2 separate regions of the Sorghum bicolor genome follow, and region 2 is linked to region 1. Evidence: chromatin contacts called from public HiCAR-type data. All regions are on one chromosome and are shown on one strand. The core of a region is the stretch at or near the end of the contact, and the rest is flanking DNA. Distances in the headings are between cores, read along the strand shown. Region 1 holds the start of LOC8066922. Region 2 holds the start of LOC8066990.

Region 1 (4,522 bases), core at 561-3,060:
ACATAACCCACGCAAACAAGACAAGCCAGGACGGGAAGCAGGTCCTCCGCTTCTGGTACTACAACCTCACCCTGGTGGCCAACAACACCAGCCACCGCACGGCGGTGTCCTACGGCTCCCTCGCCGTCGAAATCTGGCGGAGCGAGACGGAGTGGGTCCCCACCGAGGAGGTCAACACCTCCGCCGTCCTCCCCGGCTGGCTGCCGCCGGGGAACACCAGCCTCGTCAAGTTCGGGGTCGAAGGGGGCCAGTCCAACCAGGAGACGGCGCCGGTCAAGGCACAACCGCCGTCGTCATCGACGCCGGCGCAAGGAGCCAGCGGCAATGCGGCCGTGGGCAACGACAGCAACGCCGCCGCCGCCGGCGGCGTCCCTAAGTGGCCTGACTGCCGGGTTGTGGTGGAGGCCAAGGTGTGGTTCAGGTTCGCCGGGGTGCCTACCTTGCCCTACACGGTCAGGGTGTCCTGCTTTCCGGTGAATTTCTTGGATGGCACCACCGGCCCAGTCAATTGCACCGGCTGATTATTCATGCATTTTTATATACCACATCTATATGTACACCTGTCTTTTGTTTACCGTATATATCCACGTGTGTGTGTGGATACGGAGGCCGGATTTCTACCCACTATTTATCAAAAAATATATGTACATCCGTACGCCGTTCTGTGATGTACAGCATCGCCGTCTCGTCTTTGCCAACTTCCTTCATTTTTCTTGAGAGTTATATATATATGTGTACGTTTTACTTATTATAATTTTGGGTCTACCTTTGGTAGATCTGAGCGTTTGTGATAAGATTCACGATGATTTGAATGCAAACTTGTTTGTTTGAGCTTATTTTCTGAATTTGTTAGTCATTCAGCAATGTTTTTCTCTCGCAACAAGTCAGCGAATATTGTTTTCAGCTATAACTTTTTAACAAGCGAACAAGCATGTAGTTCTTGATTGGATTCGTCCGTTAACCACTACATGTACTGATGTACTATCTCTTTCTTTCTTCTTCTATGTAAGAGGGTGTTAGGAAGCACTAGGCCATAGGTACTTTTGCCCAAATTCTCATCCGCATATATGTTGAGTAATCAATGGACAATGTTGTGATCTATTTTATAATACAACGCAGACAGTTACAACACACGTTCACTTACCTCTATATGAATGCATACATACAAACACTATCCCTATTCCCTATAAACATAATCGACAGATCCTCAAAATTAATGAAGTCACGTCTCAGTTGTCTAACTGTTGACAGAAACGTCACATATACCACTAAAAACACACACCATTAAATTTTGCAATATTCATTCACTCTTGTGGAAAAGCTTGTACTGAGGCTGATTTATTTTATAGAACATTTATTGAATATGTCCCTTGTGACAGAAGGGATTAATTAAAGATAAAAAAACAGAGCCAGGGCCGGCCCGGCGGCCCCGCAATATTAACGTGCTGACAAATCAAAAGGAAATGCTGTCATTGGGGAGCATTGGATCTCTTTGTTAAAAGGAAAAGGTTAAAAGCCAAAGTCGAAAAAAAATGATTAAAAAGAGCAGAGATGCACGTTTTCCGATAGAATAGAGGTGATCATCAAATCAGTCATGATGAGATTTCTTTTTGATCGTAATCATGACGAGAATTAGATACTTACACAGAACACATGGGTCGTTACTCGTTAGATTTGCACTCACGCCATGCATCTCGTGTTCATCACGATATACAATTTCTACAAGATCATTATATATATATATAGGGAAATTAGTTTACTACGGGACACTCAAGGAAATTGGTCGTCGGCGCACACCGCTAGACCTAGAATTTGTCCAATATTTATTATAAATTTGTAGTTCTTTATCACAGTGAATACCACAATGACTATTTTATTCATTTCTTAGTTTTGAGCGCGGTGTCCACTAGCAAACGACCACGAATTTCTTGGTTTAGCGGTATATGCCATCTAATTACACGTTTCCCATTGTCCCACGTCTTATATATAGTGCATATATATACAAGCACGCAATGCTACTATGCTAGTTATGTTCACTAGCTCTTCTTGCATTGCATATCCTAGTGTCCTTAGCAATATTAACAGCTAAATTAAGCAAGATGAGTCACTTCAATGAGAGCAGCGGATACTGCAATGCAACGCTGAAGTCGTTCGTGTACAACCTGACGTCCTCGTACGCCGACCAGAGGAACGAAGCGACCATGGTGGCCACGTCGGTGGTCATGTTCGCCCTCGCGACGCTCTTCTTCAACCTCAACCTCTTCAGCCGCCTCTCCGACATCAGCGCCATCCTCAACCCCAGCGTGCGGCTCTTCCTCTCCACCTCGCTCTCCCTCTTCCTCCCCGTCATGTCCTACCTCTTCTCCGAGGCCAAGAACCAGGGCGCCACCACCGCCACCGGCGCCGCCGGGACCGAGCTCTCGCTGCGCGCTCGGGTCATCCTCATGTGGATGCTCCTGGTGGAGCTCCTCCGCAAGAAGGTGGAGGCGATCCTTGTCGGCGGCACGCAGGGGTACTCCGGCACCATCGAGCGCGCCGCCCGCATCGCCTGGCTCGGCTACCTCGTCTTCTACAACCTCAGGAGCGCCGGCAAGAAGGCGCTGTACGGCATCTTCTGGGTGCTCGCGGCGGCCAAGCTGGTGCAGAGGTTCGTCACCTTGGAGCTCGCCAAGCGCTCCTTCGCCTACGGCAAGAACCCCACGCTTGTCGCCTCCTACATGGCTCAGATACTCAAGGAGGAGGAGGAAGAGGACGACGGCGGCGGTGGATCATCGGACCTCCTGAAGCGGTGCAACTATGTCGTGGCGGGCGAAGAGGACTTGGAGAAGAAGGCCGGCCCCGACGGCTACGACCTCGAGCATGACGCGCTCAAGGAGGCCGTCGCAAGAGACGACTCCACGGTCGTCACGGTGGGCAAGATCTGGAAGCTCGCCGAGAGCGACGAGCTGCTCGGGAAGGACCCCAGGCTGAAGAGGCTGTGCCTGTCCATGGCGCTCTTCAAGCTGCTTCGCCGGAGGCTGGAGGACTTCCCCATCACCGGCGCGGAGACCCGCAACTGCTACAAGCTCATCTTCAGAGGCCTTATCTGCGAGGACGAAGCCCCGGCCGGCAGCGGCGGCGGGGACACCGCCAGCGCCACTGCCGCCGGCGCCATTGCGCTGTTCCAGGTGTTCGACAGCGAGGTCCAGTTCCTGTGCGAGTACTACCACTCCGTGCACCCCGTGGTGCTTGCCAGCCCCTTCTTCTTCCTCGCCAACTACATCCTCTTCCCCATCGTCGTGTGGGCCTTCTGCCTCCTCACCATCATCCTGTGCAGCCACGGCGACGTGCGCTACGCTTTCCAGAGCTTGAGAGCCGACAACTACGCCATCTCGTTCGGCCTGATGAAGATGACCGGATGCATCCTGGCCAAAATCGGGAGTTCGCCGCAGAACCTCTTCTCCACCGTGGACACGTCCATCACCATCCTCCTCCTCCTCTCCTTCGCCTACGAGGAGGTCTGGGAGTTCGTCGTCTTCCTGCTCTCCAACTGGTTCATGGCGTCGCTCCTGTGCAGCTACGCCTCCACGCCGCGGTGGCGCGAGAGCCCGCTCCTGAGCGGGATCATCCGCCGCATCCTCTGGGTGCGCAACATGCTCAGCCAGCACACCGTCTCCTTCAAGCAGGTGTCGATGCTGTGGTTCCCGTTCTGCCGGCTCTCGTCGGCGCTGCCGACCAAGGCCGTGCCCGTCGAAGCCAAGAAAGCCATCGTGACCCGCCTGGCGAGCGCCGCCGCCGGCTCCGCCCCTCTGAGCAACGGCAGGTCCGTGGTGCGGTCGGATACGGAGCTCTCGTGGGCATGCGGGAGCAGCGCCGGCGGCATCGCCGAGGTCATCCTCACCTGGCACATCGCCACCGCGCTCTTGGAGGCGAAGCACCCGCTGCCGAGGAAGACCAAGCCCGGAGCTGACCGCGAGGTGGCCATGGCGCTGTCCAGGTACTGCGCCTACCTGGTGGCGTTCCACCCGGAGCTCCTCCCCGACGACAAGGACGGGACGGAGCGCGTGTACAAGGAGACGCAGGAGGAGCTGAAGAAGGAGATGGGGTGCTTCTGGTACTACTGCTCCGGGGTCGACGCCAGGGCCACCAAGCTGATGGAGATCCAGGGGCGGGACAAGGCGGCAGCGGCGGCGACGGCGGCGGCGCTGCGCAAGGGAGCAAAGCTGGGCAAGGCTCTGATGGATAGGCACGACGCCGCGGCTGACGACGTGTGGAGGCTGCTGGCCAAACTATGGACGGAGGTCGTGACGTACGCGGCGCCGACGAGCAGCGAGCTGCACGTCAAGGCACACAAGGAGGCGCTGGCGCAGGGCGGCGAGTTCATCACTGTGCTTTGGGCGCTCACCACCCACACTGGCATAGCCCGTGGGACGCCGGCGGCTGCCTGCGTTTAGCTTGGTGTGTTTGGGGAAAGGGATTGGTGTGTTAATTTAGTGTGCGGCTCGTAAGCTTTGTTGTTTTTATTAGCCACGCGGGAGTGAGA
Region 2 (4,598 bases), core at 642-3,141, 46 kb before region 1:
AGACTAAAGTTCTGCTAGACGTACACTAAAGAAACCCAAGAGAGATCATAACTCCTAGCTAGAGAGAGCGACAATACAAAAACCATAGGACTCTACAATCCTATTCTTCTCTGATTCTTCCACACACGAGCTCCAAAAAATTGTAGCACTACACCTTCTAGACGTCTGCAGCCTTCTTTCAAAGACCCTCTCGGGGCCATTGCTTGATCCAAAATGCCGCCTTAGAAATTATCTGATGTTAATAATTAGCAAATGACCTTTATTTGAAACACGACATCATTTCTATTCAACCATAAGACCCAACATATTGCCACTATCCCCCACAATTATTTGATTTCTTAGCCCTCGAGCAAAACTCCTTATCCAAGATCCAAACATGTGAATTGTGCTTTTTGGTGGTTGAATGTTAAAGGTGATGAACAACGTATTCCATACAAACCTAGCCACTGCACATGACAATTGAAAAAAAAAGATGTTGAAAAGTTTCTTTAAGCCACAAAAATTACACTTAAAATCTCGTTTCCACCCACTCTTCATTGAATTGTCTTTTCACTCTTCTCTTTAAGTAGCACAAGAATTTCGATTTTCAGTGGCAATTTCGCTTTCCAGAACACTTGTTTTCCTGAAATTCTCTCCTTCATTATTTCTCTATACACAACGATTGTGTTGAGAAAACTCAGTTTTCTTTAGTAGCCAATTGGAGTTATCCTTATCGTTGTTTAGAGTGACCGGTAGCACTAAAGCAACTAGTCGGAGCCACTCATTCAGCCTCTCTCTCCCACTAGATCTTGTGTAGCATTCGTATAAAAGAGATTAGAACCGCTTTGCTCCTTAGCCCACTAAACCGCACAAGCTTCTAAAAACTTGTGGGGTCCACTACTGACAATAGAGGAACCTAATTTTTTCCTAGATGAATCGTGCATGGTGCGCTGAGTTTTCCTAGCTTGCTAGGAAGCATGCTAGTTGATTTTGTTATTATGAGAATGTTTAATTTTGTACAAAGCATACTTAAACAAGTTGGTCTAAATATTTCTCACCGTCTAGAATTTTGTACGTATATTAAACTTATCGAGAAATTTTACAGCCCTTGAAAATAATGGAAGACCTCCGTTTTGGTAGATCCGATGATTTTAAAATAAGAGGAAGTAAATAGTAGGAACTTAAGTTATAGACCGAAACTAAAAATTATATTCTTCTGCACTAAAATTACTAAACTATCCTAAATTATATTTAATTAATTACTTTTATATCAGATGGTTTATAAAGAAATTCACGGGAGGAACTACTGGTTCCTCCCAAGCAGCATACAAGATGAGACAGAAACTTACGCCGGGAACAAAGTCTTGCAACTATCCTGTAAACTACTGGTTCCTCCAAAGCAGCATATAAGATGAGCCAGGAACTTGGGCTTACGCCGGGAACAAAGGCCTGCAACTATTGCTAGCCGCAAGCATGTAGGACAATGTTTTTGATCAACAGGGTGCGTGTAGTGCAGTTGCTGCCATTCCTAGTATATAGTCTGTAATATTAGCCGGGTGGTGAGGGGTTCACACCGAGCAAAAAGGGTGGCTGCGGGCACAGCTTGCGTCAATGTAAGCCATTTTAACGTAATGATGCTGTACTTTAGTTTCGCTCTTATTAATAAAAGCCGGTAACGAATTTTATAAAAAAACTTATTTATTTGCACCGGTGCAAGCTAAGGCCTTGTTTAGTTCTAAAAAATTTTTACAAAATACTTTTATTTATATTTAACAAATATTATCCAAACATGTACTAACTAGGCTCAAAATATTCGTCTCGTCAATTCCGACCAAACTGTGCAATTAGTTTTTATTTTTGTTTATATTTAATACTTCATATATGCGTCTAAAGATTTGATGTGACGGAGAATCTTAAAAAGTTTTTGAATTTTGGGTGGAAGTAAACAAGGCCTAAAAGGCTGGCCACATGCATGCCAAGCCAAAAAAAAACACAAACATCCCGGCAGACTGCATGAGTAGTACTGTACAAAGCTAGCTGTTGACTGTACCAAACAGCGTATCAATAGCACCAGGCAGGGCACACAGGTGACGGGTGATAACGACTGCGAGTCTGCGACGACTGCGACTACGACGACGACGACTTCTTCCAGCTCGCGTGTTCTTCCTGCTGGTCATCACCGCCGGCGGGGAAGGAGCTCAACGTGCCACCGGAGGCGTTTTGCCGCCGGCCGGCACACGGCACGTACGGTGCATGATGTACTCCCGCGCGCGCCTTGTCGTGAACTAAGTGTGAATTTGTTGTCACTCTAAAAGGAGAAAAATGTGTGACATTATATTGCCAATGACACACGACCGAGACCTAGCTTGCTGCTCCCTTCGCTGGTCAATACTATGTGCAGTTGCAGTTGCAGGGCCTTCCTATATAGGCAACCTCCAGCTCAGGAGAGAATTCCTCAAAACTGAAGCTTAATTTTGTGAGCTACCACTACCAGTAATAAGCTTGGAGCTAGCAATGGATGCCAGTAGTAACCAGACGACGATGATCTTGTGCCCGCCATCCATCGACAGGTACATCAAGAACCTCACGTCGTCCTACACGGAGAAGAGCAACGAGGCGAGCATGGTGTCGGCCTCCGTCATCATGTTCGTGCTCGCCGGCCTCTTCTTCAACCTCAACCTCTTCAGCGGCATCTCCGACGTGAGCGCCACGCTGGACCCGAAAGTCCGCCTCTTCCTCTCCTCGGCGCTCTCCCTCCTGCTCCCCGTCATGTCCTACCTCTTCTCCGAGGCCAAGAACGCCGCCACCGCCACCGCCGCCGGCGCCACCAGCTTCTCGTCCTCGGCGGCCGAGCTGTCCATGGGAGCCGGGCTCATCCTCGCGTGGATGCTCCTGGTCGAGCTCCTCCGCAAAAAGGTGGACGAGATCCGCATGCGCGGCTTCTCCGGCTCCATCCAGCGCGCCGGCCGCGTCGTCTGGCTGGGAAGTCTCGTCTTCTTCAACATCAGGAGCACCGGCCGGAAGGCGCTGTTCGCCATCCTCTGGATCCTCTGTGCTACTAGGGTCGTGCAGAGGATCGCCTACACTGAGATCGGCAAGAACTCGTACGCCCATGGCAAGAACGCCCGCCTCATCAACTCGTACATGGCCAAGAAGCTGCAAGAAGAAGCTGGTGATGAGGAGAATCAGGCTGCCGCCCATGGTGCTCGCCATGACGACGACGACGACGTCGAGCAAGCTCCCGGTCCCGGCCAGGTCAAAAATGGACGCGATCTACTGAAGAGCTGCAGCTACATTGTGATGGGAGAAGAGAAGCTAGTGCGGCAGCCAACCGCAGATGGCTACGAGCTCGACCTGACCTCCCTTGGCAATGGCGACAGTAGTGGCGGCGTCATCACTGTCGGTAAAGTCTGGGAGCTCAACGAGAACGACGACATCTTCGCCTCCCAAGTCGAGGTTCAACGACTGAAGAGGCTCTGCCTCTCGTTCGCTCTCTTCAAGCTGCTGCGCCGGAAGTTCGAGCGGCTGCCGGCGGTGACCGACAAAGAAGCAGAGGACTGCCGGAGCCTCATCTTTAGAGGCCTGCTGCACAGCCATAGCAGCAACGCCCACGCCGGTGGTAGCAGCGCCGCGGCGGCCGCGGCAGAGGAGGTGTTCCAGGTGATGAACGACGAGGTTGTCTTCCTCAGCGAGTACTACCACTCCGTCGTGCCCGTCGTGCTCGCGAGCCCATTCTTCCTCTTCGTGAACTACTTCCTCGTCCTCGCCGTGGTGGCCGCGCTGTGCGTCATGACGGTCATCCTCTGCGGCAACGGGGACGCCGTGTACGCGTTCACGAGCATCGGCGACGACAACTACACCTTCCGCTCCGGCATCGGCAGGATCGCCATCTGCCTCATCCTCAAGGCCAGCAAGAACTCGCCGGAGGCCTTCTTCTCCATCGTGGACCTCTCCATCACGCTGCTCCTGTTCGTCATCTACTTCTACGAGGAGATCTGGGAGTTCTTCGTCTTCCTCCTCTCCAACTGGTTCATGGTGTCACTGGTCTGCAGCTACATGGCGAAACCCCACTGGCGTGACAGCCCATGGATCCGGTACGCCTTCCACCGGATCATCTGGCTGAGGAGCAAGCTCAACCATGGCAGCCTAAGCTTCCGGCAGTTCTCCGTGCTCCACCATCGCTGGCCACTCGGACTGCCGTTCTTCTCCACACTCTCCTTGGTGCTCAGAACAGAGCTGGTGCCCAACAACCTGAAGCAATCCATCGTAGAACGCCTCATGGATGGCCATTGCACCGGTGGTCGTAGTCCTGCTCCTGCGTATCTTACTCCTCTCACGAACGGCAAGGCCGCTCTGCAGAGCAACTTCCTCTTCGACAAGCTGTCATGGGCGTGCCGGAGCGACAGCGTCTCCGAGGTCTTCCTGACATGGCACATCGCCACCTGCATCCTGGAGACGCAGCGGCGGGGAGGCGAAGGGGCGGCGGCGGCGGCGTCGCGGAGAGCGGCGGTGAGGCTGTCCAAGTACTGCGCGTACCTGGTGGCCTTCCACCCGGAGCTTCTGCCGGATAGTCCGGATAAGACGGAGCGCGTCGTCGACGACATGAAGGCGGAGCTGGG

What was found. HiCAR-type assays count read pairs that join an accessible place to other places.
Region 2: a HiCAR-type map of leaf shows a contact between it and region 1, with 5 times the contacts expected there. The contact joins the promoter of LOC8066990 here to the promoter of LOC8066922 in region 1. A contact is called at or near these places in 1 of 4 Hi-C or Micro-C datasets (leaf mesophyll) and 1 of 1 datasets of contacts at active chromatin or transcription factors (leaf).

Annotation. Positions count from the first base shown.
Region 1 is chr10:1,171,316-1,175,837 of Sorghum_bicolor_NCBIv3, reverse strand. LOC8066922 reads left to right here and starts at 1,810. Exons shown (of 2, transcript XM_021449588.1): 1 at 1,810-4,376. The coding sequence starts at 2,100.
Region 2 is chr10:1,216,875-1,221,472 of Sorghum_bicolor_NCBIv3, reverse strand. LOC8066990 reads left to right here and starts at 1,891. Exons shown (of 1, transcript XM_021449144.1): 1 at 1,891-4,598. The coding sequence starts at 2,494.